4 separate regions of the Mus musculus genome follow, and all the other regions are linked to region 3. Evidence: chromatin contacts called from public HiChIP or PLAC-seq data. All regions are on one chromosome and are shown on one strand. The core of a region is the stretch at or near the end of the contact, and the rest is flanking DNA. Distances in the headings are between cores, read along the strand shown. Region 1 overlaps Pla2r1 (phospholipase A2 receptor 1). Region 2 overlaps Pla2r1 (phospholipase A2 receptor 1). Region 3 has its middle 32 kb from the start of Gm39834. Region 4 overlaps Rbms1 (RNA binding motif, single stranded interacting protein 1).

What was found. HiChIP or PLAC-seq counts read pairs in DNA pulled down with a chosen protein or histone mark.
Region 1: an H3K4me3 HiChIP or PLAC-seq map of bone marrow-derived macrophages shows a contact between it and region 3, with 6 times the contacts expected there. The contact joins two enhancer-like sites. A contact is called at or near these places in 1 of 484 Hi-C or Micro-C datasets (the N1E-115 cell line) and 3 of 115 datasets of contacts at active chromatin or transcription factors (bone marrow-derived macrophages, embryonic stem cells and extraembryonic endoderm stem cells).
Region 2: a contact with region 3 is called in an H3K27ac HiChIP or PLAC-seq map of stem cell-derived epiblast-like cells, with 6 times the contacts expected there. The contact joins two enhancer-like sites. A contact is called at or near these places in 8 of 39 promoter capture datasets (the 3T3-L1 cell line, cranial neural crest, frontonasal cranial neural crest and 4 more), 1 of 484 Hi-C or Micro-C datasets (cortical neurons), 2 of 115 datasets of contacts at active chromatin or transcription factors (embryonic stem cells and stem cell-derived epiblast-like cells) and 1 of 9 other capture datasets (embryonic stem cells).
Region 4: a contact with region 3 is called in an H3K4me3 HiChIP or PLAC-seq map of bone marrow-derived macrophages, with 7 times the contacts expected there. The contact joins two enhancer-like sites. A contact is called at or near these places in 1 of 15 datasets of contacts at CTCF or cohesin (stem cell-derived epiblast-like cells), 13 of 484 Hi-C or Micro-C datasets (the C2C12 cell line, the HL-1 cell line, the N1E-115 cell line and 8 more), 19 of 115 datasets of contacts at active chromatin or transcription factors (bone marrow-derived macrophages, craniofacial prominence, embryonic basal ganglia and 11 more) and 1 of 9 other capture datasets (embryonic stem cells).

The regions. Positions count from the first base shown.
Region 1 is chr2:60,503,645-60,506,344 of GRCm38.p6, forward strand. Pla2r1 (phospholipase A2 receptor 1) reads right to left here. Exons shown (of 30, transcript NM_008867.2): 7 at 483-677. Among named protein-coding and RNA genes, the nearest start is that of Gm13583, 46 kb to the right of the region's middle. Within about 2 kb of position 1,272, at least 60 of the 459 cell types and tissues checked have an H3K27ac peak or open chromatin away from gene starts, as enhancers often do. A contact at or near this core is called in bone marrow-derived macrophages, where this site is marked.
Region 2 is chr2:60,531,703-60,534,402 of GRCm38.p6, forward strand. All of the region lies in intron 2 of Pla2r1 (phospholipase A2 receptor 1), which reads right to left. Among named protein-coding and RNA genes, the nearest start is that of Gm13583, 18 kb to the right of the region's middle. Within about 2 kb of position 1,394, at least 12 of the 459 cell types and tissues checked have an H3K27ac peak or open chromatin away from gene starts, as enhancers often do. A contact at or near this core is called in stem cell-derived epiblast-like cells, where this site is marked.
Region 3 is chr2:61,400,753-61,403,640 of GRCm38.p6, forward strand. No RefSeq gene overlaps it. Among named protein-coding and RNA genes, the nearest start is that of Gm39834, 32 kb to the left of the region's middle. Within about 2 kb of position 1,584, at least 177 of the 459 cell types and tissues checked have an H3K27ac peak or open chromatin away from gene starts, as enhancers often do. A contact at or near this core is called in the C2C12 cell line, the HL-1 cell line, the N1E-115 cell line and 6 more, where this site is marked.
Region 4 is chr2:60,862,762-60,865,461 of GRCm38.p6, forward strand. All of the region lies in intron 1 of Rbms1 (RNA binding motif, single stranded interacting protein 1), which reads right to left. Among named protein-coding and RNA genes, the nearest start is that of Rbms1, 17 kb to the right of the region's middle. Within about 2 kb of position 1,295, at least 89 of the 459 cell types and tissues checked have an H3K27ac peak or open chromatin away from gene starts, as enhancers often do. A contact at or near this core is called in the C2C12 cell line, the HL-1 cell line, the N1E-115 cell line and 5 more, where this site is marked.

The DNA of each region.
Region 1 (2,700 bases), core at 22-2,521, 900 kb before region 3:
GTCATCAACTGGTGTTGTCATTACACAGATCTTGTTTAGTCAGCTATATTGTTAAGATTTCATGTGTGCCACTTCCCTATCATATCTATAAGCAGCATCTCACAGCAGACATCCTGGTTTTCTGGCTCTCAGAATCTTTCTGTTCCTTCTTCCATAATTTTTCCGAAGCCTTAGGTGTATGGGTTGGGTTGTATAGGTTGGGCCAAAAAAAAAAAAAAACCACATATCTATTTGACAAATGTAAATATGTTACATAGCTTCTGAATATATGACTTAAAAAATCCAGTGAATTGTGTTTCTGTGTATTTTTCAGAAATTTTGACTTTATGTTTAAATATATATTCCATATATATTAGTGTATATATCATATATATACACCATAAATTATCACTTTAAAATAATTTAACTTGTTTTCAACTCTAATTAAAAGGTAGTTACTTATACTATTTCATAGACCTTGAGGCAAAGTCTTTAGTACTCACCATCCCTAAGGAGGCTTACAAGAAACTCCACCTCTGCCAACGAAGCTACATCCATCAACACGCTGTCATTCGATTGGCAAGAGTGCAGAGCCCCAAGCCAGCTCTTTCTGTCTTTCTTAAGTTTGTAGCATTTACGATTGAAGGGAGTCCAGTCAGGATCACAGTGAGTGGCATGGTATTTCCAGGAGTCCTTTTCTTTATAAATCAACACAAAGAACAGCATTTGCACAATTACTGCCAGTGCTACCCAATATCCTTTATAGAGTCATGAGTGTGATCACTTTTAGCAAGTAAAACACAGAATTGGTTCCTAGCACCCACACAGTGGCTTACAACCACCTGTCACTCTAGCTCAGAGGATCTGGAGCCCCTTTTTTTTAACATAAGCACTGGGCACACACAGTACACATACATATATAAATATATACATAGAAACATACACATATATACAAACAGAGAGAGAGAGGGAGGGAGGGGAGAGAAGAGGGAGGGAGAGAAAGGGGGAGAGAAGAGGGGGAGGGGGAGAGAGAGACTGTAACTGGTCTGCCTATTTAAAAATGATTTCATATTATAAAAAGGCTGTTATGAAACATAATTTAAATGGTATTCCAAGGATTTTATACAGGGCAGGTATCCTTATCCTGGAGCTAAAAGAGCCTAAAATTCTGTTCACTTCCTTTAGAGCACAGAGGATGAAGTTTCATTTTCTCATTCTCCTGGGTCGCTGTGGTATCTATGATGTCATGCAGGATGAGTGTACAAAACTCCTCCCTTGAGTTTCACCAGACTTTCTTCAGAAGAGCTAAGAATAGCAGGTAGGATGCTATAGCGGCCCCTTTTAGTATGAGCAAATGGGAAGGCAGTGAGGACAGCAGGAAGGAAAGCCTTTGATCCTTTCCCCACCTCCAAGCCCCACAGCACAGAGACTCCTCTTACCAGGGGAAGACCAAATTAAGTGTAGTTTGAGACCCAGCACCAGGGCTCCCCTGGTGAAACCCAGTGCTAAGCAGAGCCCTGCAACTCCCACCATAAAGCTATTAACTGTAGGCTGAGTCTTGCATTTGTCCAGGAAGCTGGCTGTAGCAAAACTGGCCTTCAGGAGGCAAGGCAGAGGTCAGGATGCCATCTGCTAGAGAGCAGAGGGAAGGCTAGCATAGAGCTTCCTATTGCAGCACAGCCTGGTGGCCATGGCTATGACTTAGGTCGATTCTTGGTGACTGTGTAGAACTGGGCAGAACCCTTCAGTGTCTGACAGTGAGTGATGCATTTGGGTGTAGCTGGCTCATGGGGGCAGACTCCTCTCTCTAGATACTCTCTTAGTTCCTTTTGAACAACGTACTAACTACACTGGGTAAAAGCTGACTTGGATTACTGCCTAATAAGAGTGACAAGGTACCAATGCCAAGCTCTTAGCCAATTGGACGTGAGCATTATCTGGTGACAAATGGCCCAGAGAAAACAGGCATCCAGAATAGTATTTCTAGAAGGATTGGCATGAACAAAACTAGATTAGGAAAGGCAAGATAAACAGTCCTTTAGTGGCTAGACACTGCTGCATTACAATAAGTATTGGAAGTTTTCAGGAAGCCATGCCTGTGTCTGTTAGACAAAAGAAAGTTTTAGAAATGGACTAGCTAGTAATCAGTCTGGGAGACCTTCCATAAAAATTAAAACAGCTGCTTGATAGAAGCATATTAGATTTTTAAAAAATACATAAGGTATAAATTAGCAGACTTAAGGGAAGAGAGAGACTCTAATACACTAGTAGTTGGCAATTTGCACCTCATATTTAGTGATATACAGACTGTCCACACTATAAGCCAACCACACAACTGCAAAATCAAATTGCAACCCTGGCCAAATGCCCCTAGAGACATCTACAGAACATTCCAGCAGCTGCCTAATTCACAATTTCCCTCATCAGCATAAATTATTCTCCATGACAGATAATGTTCCTGGTCACAAGACAAGCATTGACAAATCGACAAAAACTGAAATCACATCAACTACTTTTTTTTCCCCAACACAATGCAATAAAACTAGAATTCAAAAATGAGAAAGAGGAAGCTAATACTTACTCATGGAAATTAAATGACTTGTTTTTGAACAGGCAATAAATCAAAGAAGAAGAAGAAGAAATTTAAAAATTTCTTTTGAAACAGGTGCATGTAGAGAGTCAACATGCCAAGCTATATGGGCTCAAGCAAACTCAGCATTA
Region 2 (2,700 bases), core at 144-2,643, 870 kb before region 3:
TAAGAAGCCTAACAAAGCATTGCTTGCTCGGGGTTAACTTTGGTAGTCTCCAGAGACCATTGGTTTGTCATTGGGATCTTATGTAGGGGGTAGATGGTTATGTCTCCCCAGGGAAGGAATTTTCACAACAGCCAATAGATATTTAGGGGGGCTGGCAACATGGTGAAATGTTTTATAGCAATTCTTCCTCTTGCAGAGCACCTGGGTTTGATTCCCAGCACCCACATGGTGACTCAAAACCATCATAACTCCAGTTCCAGGGGATACAATGCCCTCTTCTGGCCTCTGTGGGCACCAGGGATGCATGTGGTAAACATACATCCATGCAGGCAAAGCATTCATGCATAAAATAAGAATAAATAAATCCTTTAAAATTAAAAAATGAGTACTTATTGATCATGAACATATCCTGCACTGGGAATATGGTAGTGCACCGTAGAAGTTTCTTTTTGCTAACAAAGTGGCTTGGTGGAGAGATAAGAAGTGATAGCAAATACGCAAACATAGAGTTTCGAGTAATAATAAATCTCATGACGGAATAAAACAGGATGAGAAGATCGTGTGTGTAGTGGAGTGTCCCCAGCATCTGATGGTTGTTGTAAAACCTCTGTGAGGACATTGAGTAAGTGAGGATGCTCGTCTGGGGAAAGAAATTGTCCCTGCAGAAGGAGCATCAAGTCTAAAGAGCTGGAGAAAGGAGTGCTTGTGGAATAAAGACGGCCCCAGGGAGTGGACTCCCGGAAGCAGTTTCTCCGATTGCTGTTATGTACTTCTGTCTTTATTCTGAGGGTGGTGGGAAGTCACTGGCAGGTTTCAAATGAGAAAGTGACAAATCAGACTTCTATTCTTAAAAAGAAAAAACAAAACAAAACAAAAAAAAACCCAAAAAACACAATATCACTGGGTACACTGTGACAGTCCGAATGGAGAGAGCAACTCGGGCTAACCAGTGAGTCAGCTTCTATCCATAGCAATATTGAGGTTTCCTTGGTAACAGGAGTGTCCTTCTAGGGTTGCTAGGGTCTCGGACGTGGCCAGCACAGCTGCTTTTCACCCAGTGCTCTCAGACAGTGCTTGTCTCCCGAATTCAAAGACTGAAATTCAAAGATTTCAGCCAAAGAGGGAGAGTTTTAGAAACCTATTTTTAGATTCACAGGTGAGGGCTTAAGGGGTGGCAGTGGTGGGCAGGGCTATAACGCAGGAAGGCTCCTAGGAAACCAGGTACCATCCAGCTGCCAGTCTGGGCCCTTTAAAGGACTTATGGACAAAACTGGGCTGAGATACGAAGAGAAAGGCGAACTGGTCAGTCTAGTTGCCCAACCACAAGGTGTTCCGCACCTCCTCTTGGTCTGTCAGGCAGTTACCATAGCCTCACCTGCCCTTTTTGGAGATGAAAGAGAAGCAGGAATCAACATTCCTCTGGCATTCCAGGTCTCCAGCAAAGACATTCTCAGAACCTCAACCCACCCGACCAGTTTCTAGTTCCTATTCTCATCAAGATGGCCATGCAGAGCTGATCTGCTGACTACTTGCTTAGACTCCACCATCCTTGGCCACTGTGACAATTAAAGCCCCCCAGGATTCAGCTGGCAATTTCTAGGATGTGGGTATCAATGAGGTCATCTGGTCTTCATCTAGACAAGGGGGTCAGCTATGGACATTTCTGTACAGTCTCACAACTGGCAAGGGCCTAACCGAGTTCACAGCACATTGCCAATTTTCATAGGAATTAGAGATATTTCAGGACCCAGCCTTTTATCTCTTTCAGTCCCCTGTTTTTCACTAAACAGCATGGGTGTTGTCAGTATGGGCCGAGGGTTAAAATGCTAACATAAAGCAAGCATCAAGCTCTTCCCGAGAATCGTGCGGGTGTCAGCATGCTGATAAAGCTCTTGCTTTATTGCGGTATGCAAGCCTAGAAAAACGTCTTAGCCTTGGCTCTGACTCTTCACTCACATCAGCAACAGAAGGTCCTGCCTTAGGACTTAGGACTTTCTTGCTGCACTTCTAACCCTGAGGAGAAGGACGACGTCTGTCTTGGCCTTCGTACAAGTGCCTAACATTGTGCCTGATCCATAGTCAGCGCTCAAGAAAAAATAATGAGTGCCAGATGGAAGGATGAGTGTACAAATGACTAGATCTGTGGAGGGACAGAACACACGTGTCAGCATTTTACTGTGTAGCTTTATTTCTGTATCTTCCATTCTTTTTCCGTTTTAAAAAAATGTCAAAAAGTAAGAGAACTGTAGAAAATGAAAGTCTCCCTATAAATCATGCCTCCCACAGTCCATGCTTGGTGCGCAACAAATAACCCTTGACAATAGTGTCTCATTTATCTTCCAGCACCTTGTAGCATGACTGTCATAGGGACGACAGTCAGGCTTAGAAGCATCTGAATGCCCCCAGAGACACACCCCCAGGGTGGGGCTGAATTTCTACTGTCAGAGAAGCAGTGCCAAGTGGGTGCATTATACCTGGCAGTGTGAAAACCTTCCCTTCTAACGTGTTACGTTCTGTTTTCCCTCCTCTTTTTCTCTCTTGCTGGTTCTTCTTTGTATTGATCCCCAAAGCTAGTTAAGTACTTTCCTTCGGTATCTTTAAATTCCGAGATAGTCATTTCTTTATTGCATCTTTTCCAAGATTCCAATAATCCTTTTACTATAAGTAAGAAAACTACTAAAATTTTCCAGAAGTCTCAAC
Region 3 (2,888 bases), core at 334-2,833:
AGGTCATAAATGCCCAGATTGATCTAATCTTTATTCAAAACAAACTTCTAAGAAGAAGTTTAAGTGAACTTAGATCCTTAACAAAGGAGCCATTTCCCACTGAGAGGACTTAGATTGGGGCTTCTCCAGTTATCCTCAGCAGCCTCCAATTAGTCTAATCTCTGTAGGACGTGATCTCCGCCCAAGGCATTTGGGGGAGAAGGGTAAACACTGCCTTCTTTCTGGTCGCAGTAACAATTTTGAAATACTAACAGATAGATTATCCTTGTGCTTTTATCTTTCACCTTCCACCCCAGCTGCTTTGCACTCTTAGCCAGAGAGAGGGAGAAGGGAAGGGGAAAGAAGGGGGGAGAGAGAGAAGAAGAAGAGGAGGAGAGAGGAGAGAAGTGGGGAAGGGGGGGTAGGAGAGGCGCCACAAGGGGAGAGAGATGGTTGTTTTGTAGTACAAGATGGATGGGGGAGGGGAAACTTTGACTTTGAAAACTCCAAGTGGAAATTTTGAAAAAAGATAGGGAACGATTCTTAAGTTGCCCTCATCTTTAAAGATGTTGCACTAGATTAAGATGCCTAACATCATACAGTCTTCTATCTAGAACCACCCCCCCCCTTTTTTTTTCAAAACAAATGGTATGTTTCCTGGGGGCTTGGCTTCTCTGCAATTGTGTAGCCCTTGGTAGAATGACGTACTAGAGCCTTGGCCTCTCCTTTTCTTTATCATTAAGTGGGTACCAAATATGCTTCATTGATAAGGGCTTAATATTTTGTTATCTCTCCATTGAACCAAAATTCAAGGCGATGAATGCTTCAGCATATTCTAGAGTTCAAAATGTAAAGCCCAACAATTTTATCTAGTCTCATGACCTTAGTTTCCACGTATAAAGGCAAAAACCTCCAGCAAAGGGATGTTGTGTCTGCCTCAGACAGTGGTGGTGAAGGTTAAATTAGATACTGCTGAGGCATTTGCCACGGTGGGGGTGGGGGAAGTTGGCTCAGAGGACATAAGCACTACTGGTTTATTGGTGACAGAATGTCACATAAGAGCCCTCGTGTGCTTGTTTTCAATAAGTCTTTTCTGGCTAGTTAAACAACCCTATTTTAAGAGTCCCCAAAGTTAGGCATATACACGCCTCTTCCCTCTCTCTCCCCGCCAACACCTCACAATGACAGGGTCAAGAGACCGCCTTTGGTATATGCTGCCCCAAACCGACTCTTCTAGTCCCTGCTAATAAAATGTAAAGAATGTGATACAACAGGCGTCCCGAGTTAGGAGACGGAGGGAGGCTGCCAGAGATGTGGTCCCAGTGGGCTCTCAAAACCTCTAGTATTCAGTTTATCTTGGGTAAAGCCTTTGTTAGAATTAAAGAAAAAAAAAAAAAAAAGGCAGGCTGTTGCAAACCAGCTTCTCGGTAAGCTATAGTCGCTTCCTTGGCTACCCGCGACATGGGAATAATCGTTCAACTAGTCCCATTTCTATTGCGACTGGAAACAGGAAACGAATAAGGTACAGTCTTAAACAAAAACAAAGAGACTGAAAGACAAACCAGATTGTCCCAGGGTTCAGGAGAGGTTTGTGCTAAGTGTTAGAAGGTTCAGATCTGGTGGATCCTCCCCCACTTTCTGCCATTCCAGAAATTCCTTAGGGGGGGAGGTGAGGCGGGGGGGTGGGGGGGGGGGGGGGAAACGAAGAGCTGTTCTAAACTGCACAGCACTGCCATCTTCAGGGCCAACGGGGAAAATATTTTCCGGGTCAGTCAGACAAATCATCGTCCTGAATGCTTCATTTAAATATAATCAAATGCTTAAAACTTTGACAAGCATACAGTCTGTAACAGATTTTCTTTTTCTTTTAGCGTTTTCCATGTTTGGAATGTCAAAGGACACATTTTGGGGGGGGGAGGAGTCTGTGTATGTGATATATGAACATTAAAAATACGTATTTGCCAATTGAAAGTTATTTTCAACTGGAAAGATTAACTAGCTTACACTACACTGCCAGGTGATGGAGCAAAACAGACGCAAACATAGTGTTCTGAAATTTTTTTTTCCGTAAAAAGAAGAAAGGATGAATGTAATGGTTCCACAGTGCCGTTTGAACAGATGGTGTGATTAACAACTAGTGTGTTAGCCGTCTCAGGAGCTCACCGAGAGTAAACAAATGCAACGGGAAAATCACTTTCCTCCCCAAAGAGTTTTTAGTTCATTTTATTACGAAAATTTGGAAGTCTGCATTTTGAAAGCTGAGTATCCTTAGAGGATACTGGGAATAAGAAGGGAGGGAGGAGTTTCTGGAGGAAGACTCAGAAAGACTATTCTCTTCCTGATGAAGAATGCCGAAGCTCTCACAGAGCTGAGATGGGGGTAGTCTGGGCTGCGGCTGTCATCGGGATGCTGGAGGTGGGTGGTGCATGGTCCTACACACAAGCCATAAAATAAAAAGGTCAGATTCTCTTCCCGGCTCTTGTCCTTGCTCTCTCTGGACTGCGGTTTCTTTTGTTTGAAAATCTGAAGGAAAACCAGACCAACTGAACAGCTGTGTTTCAGAAACTTTAATGTGCACCTGGGGATCTCATTAAGATGCAAATTCTAACCTGGGGTAAGGTAAGGTCCAGGCTTTGAAATTCTTACAGACTCCTAGGTAATGCTGATGCTGCTGATCCATGGCCTGCGTTTACCACCTGGCCTCTAAGAGCCTTCCAGTGGTGGTGCTCTAGCATCCCATAATAGGTGATGCAAAGCTAGCTGATAAGAGGCAGAGTCTGCCTTCCTAAGCCCGACTCAGAACTACTTGTGGATAAAAATACCTAATAAATATATCACACGTTGCACTGATTTTTTTAAAGACCTTTTTTTTTTAAGTATTTTTCTATGGGAAGGTATTTCGCGTGAGT
Region 4 (2,700 bases), core at 45-2,544, 540 kb before region 3:
GTTCTGGCACTCCCTCTCTTCGTCTCTTCTCTCTTCGTCTCTTTCTCTTCGTCTTTTCCTCTGCTCTCTTCCTCTGCTCTCTGCCTCTCTCCCTCTCTGCCCCTCTCTCTGCGTCTCTCTCTGCGTCTCTCTCTCTTTTCCTCTCTGCTTCTCTCTGCCGCACTCTTCCTCTCTTGCTCCTGAGTAAGCAATAAAGCTTTGCCGCAGAAGATTCTGGTTTGTTGCATCTTTCCTGGCCAGTTGCGAACGTGCGTAAGAGTGGACTCTGGAAGCAGACTGCTGGAGTTCAGATGTCACCATGACCACATTCTGTTTGCCCTTGGCAAACTAACTTTTCTCTTAGTCTTGATGTGTGTAACATGAAGCCTGGGTCACTGATTCCATTCCAACTCAAGGTCCATCAAGACATTGTGTAAGTACAGACAACAGAGCCTCAGGAAGATGTCAAGCTAGTAGGAAGTGCTCTGCCAGTATAGTCTGTGCCAAGCCCATCTTTCCCAGGCCTCTCTCTAAATATGCCACAGCCAGTTCTAATATTAAAAGTGACCTATACACAGTGCTGGTCCAGTCTCCCACCTCCTACTCTCAAGCTCCTTTGCACAAGCACATTAAAAACAGAGTGGAACAAATCACACTGAGTTCAAGTGGCAAAATATGAGAGGCGGGTGGGGGTGGGGTGGGATGGGGCGTGGCTCCCTAGGAAAGGCTATCCTCAAAACCACTAGACTGCCTGGACCTTCTCATTGGTTAGTCCAATGACCTGTAAGTCCTAAGTACACATGCATTGGCTAGAGCCTCTCTAAAATCCTGGAATTCCAGCACATACCTTCTAATACCTGAAGTGGAGACTAGCATGGGTGGAGGGGTATTAGACACGGGCATGGGCTCCATTAGGGTTGCTCTGTCTGTGCTCTTCTCAAGCTTGAAGGCCAATAGTACAAAAGGCCAGAAATTTACATCTTCCACTACCACTAAGGATATTTTCCCTCTACCCAGTGTACTGTGTGATCGACCTTTGCTGGCAAGAAGGTAAGAACTTAAAATGGCGCGACCAGTCCTAAAACTCCATTAAAATGAAAAAGGAGAGGAAAAAAAAAAGAGGGGTGAGTAAGATCTGGGTAAGCCTCTACAGTTTAGTAAAAGCTTTGAATCACTAATTTTCCCCCTAAAATACTCAGTAATGCATTTACTGTAAAGTTAAGTGAACAGATGCTGAGTGTCTGGGGATGGTGGGAGGAGCTGCACACCATGGCCTCCTGGCCTCTTGCCTAGACTGCCAACCTGCCTGTTGACAGTGGAGTGAAGCTGCACTGGATCTGCTGCCAAAGAAGCAGCCCTGCCTAGGGTGACAGCAGAGAGGATGAGGAGAAAGGGCAGCAGAGGAGGAAAATGCCAATTCATTGCCATCCCTGTACACGGTCTCTGCGATGCTTTGGAATCTCTGCTTCTTGCTCTATCTTTCCCACAAGACTCCTGGATCCCAACACACACACACACACACACACACACACACTAGGGAATTACGTAAAAATGTACAGGGCAAAATAAGGTGTCGAGAAAGAAAACAAGGAAACAGAAGTCATTCCCCATCCTGGGTCTCTGAGTTTCAGCTGGGTCCTGGAATCACAGTGGCCCTGAAGCTTCTGCCGGCTCAGCACCAATGCAGACTCTCCCGAAGCCCTTTCCTGCAGACACTCACTCGCAGGTCTCTAGGAGATGAGTTTAGCTCTGCCAGGGCTCAGGCTAATGAGGGTTCCAAGGAACTTTCTTACATCAGCTTTAAGTGAAGAGTCCCTGTTTTTCTTTAGAGTCAATTCTGACTCACTTGCTCAGGAACCTGTCATTCTCCACCACACATATATGTTTCCTGTCTCTGTTACCTCTAGGCTTATAGATTACTAGTGTGTGACAGTGCATTTTTCTACCACTGAGAAGACACAGTAAACCCTATGAGGAGCTCCTCAGATTTCTACAAGTTTCTAAATCACCCACAGAGCCCTGGATGTCCCCATCATGTTGGGAATACATAACACAGAGACAATTGTTTTCATGTTTGAGATTTTGATTATGACCAGCCACACTTAAGAAATAGTAAAAGAGGAGAGAGCAGAGCTGAGTGCAGACTGCCCCTGAAATTCAGAGGTCCTGGTGTTATGCCTGGTCCTGTCCACGGTCCCTAAGATGCATTTGCATACTTGGGGTACTTTGGGCTCTGTGTCTATGTCCTTTACAAAGCAGCTACCACTGTCCCTAATTCCCCACAGACTCTGCCTCCTGACTCTCTTCAGATGACACTTGAGAGACAACAGGAAAAGGCTTCTCCTGTCCTAAAACTTCACCCTCCCTGGACACACCCTCCAGATCCTGAGCCAAGCTGAGCTGAGCATTTTCTATTTCCTTGCTCTGACATCGTTCAGACCTGAGAGTTTCCACAGCTTCCCCCGAACTGGCATGCCACGAGTTCAATGTCCAATTCTCTAGGTTACAACTCTACGTGCTTCCCTAGGTCAAAACAAACAAAACCGGCTCCCTTGAAAAATCCAGTGACCTCATTTTGGGCAGAAAGTGCAGAGCACCTAAGGTGTATTTCCTGACACTTAGTGCTGCCAAACAGGGACAGACAGAAGCTTGCTGAGACAGTGACTACTAAGTATGCCTAACTTCACATGTTGGGTGCGGTTTTTGAAAACTGGGCCTGAC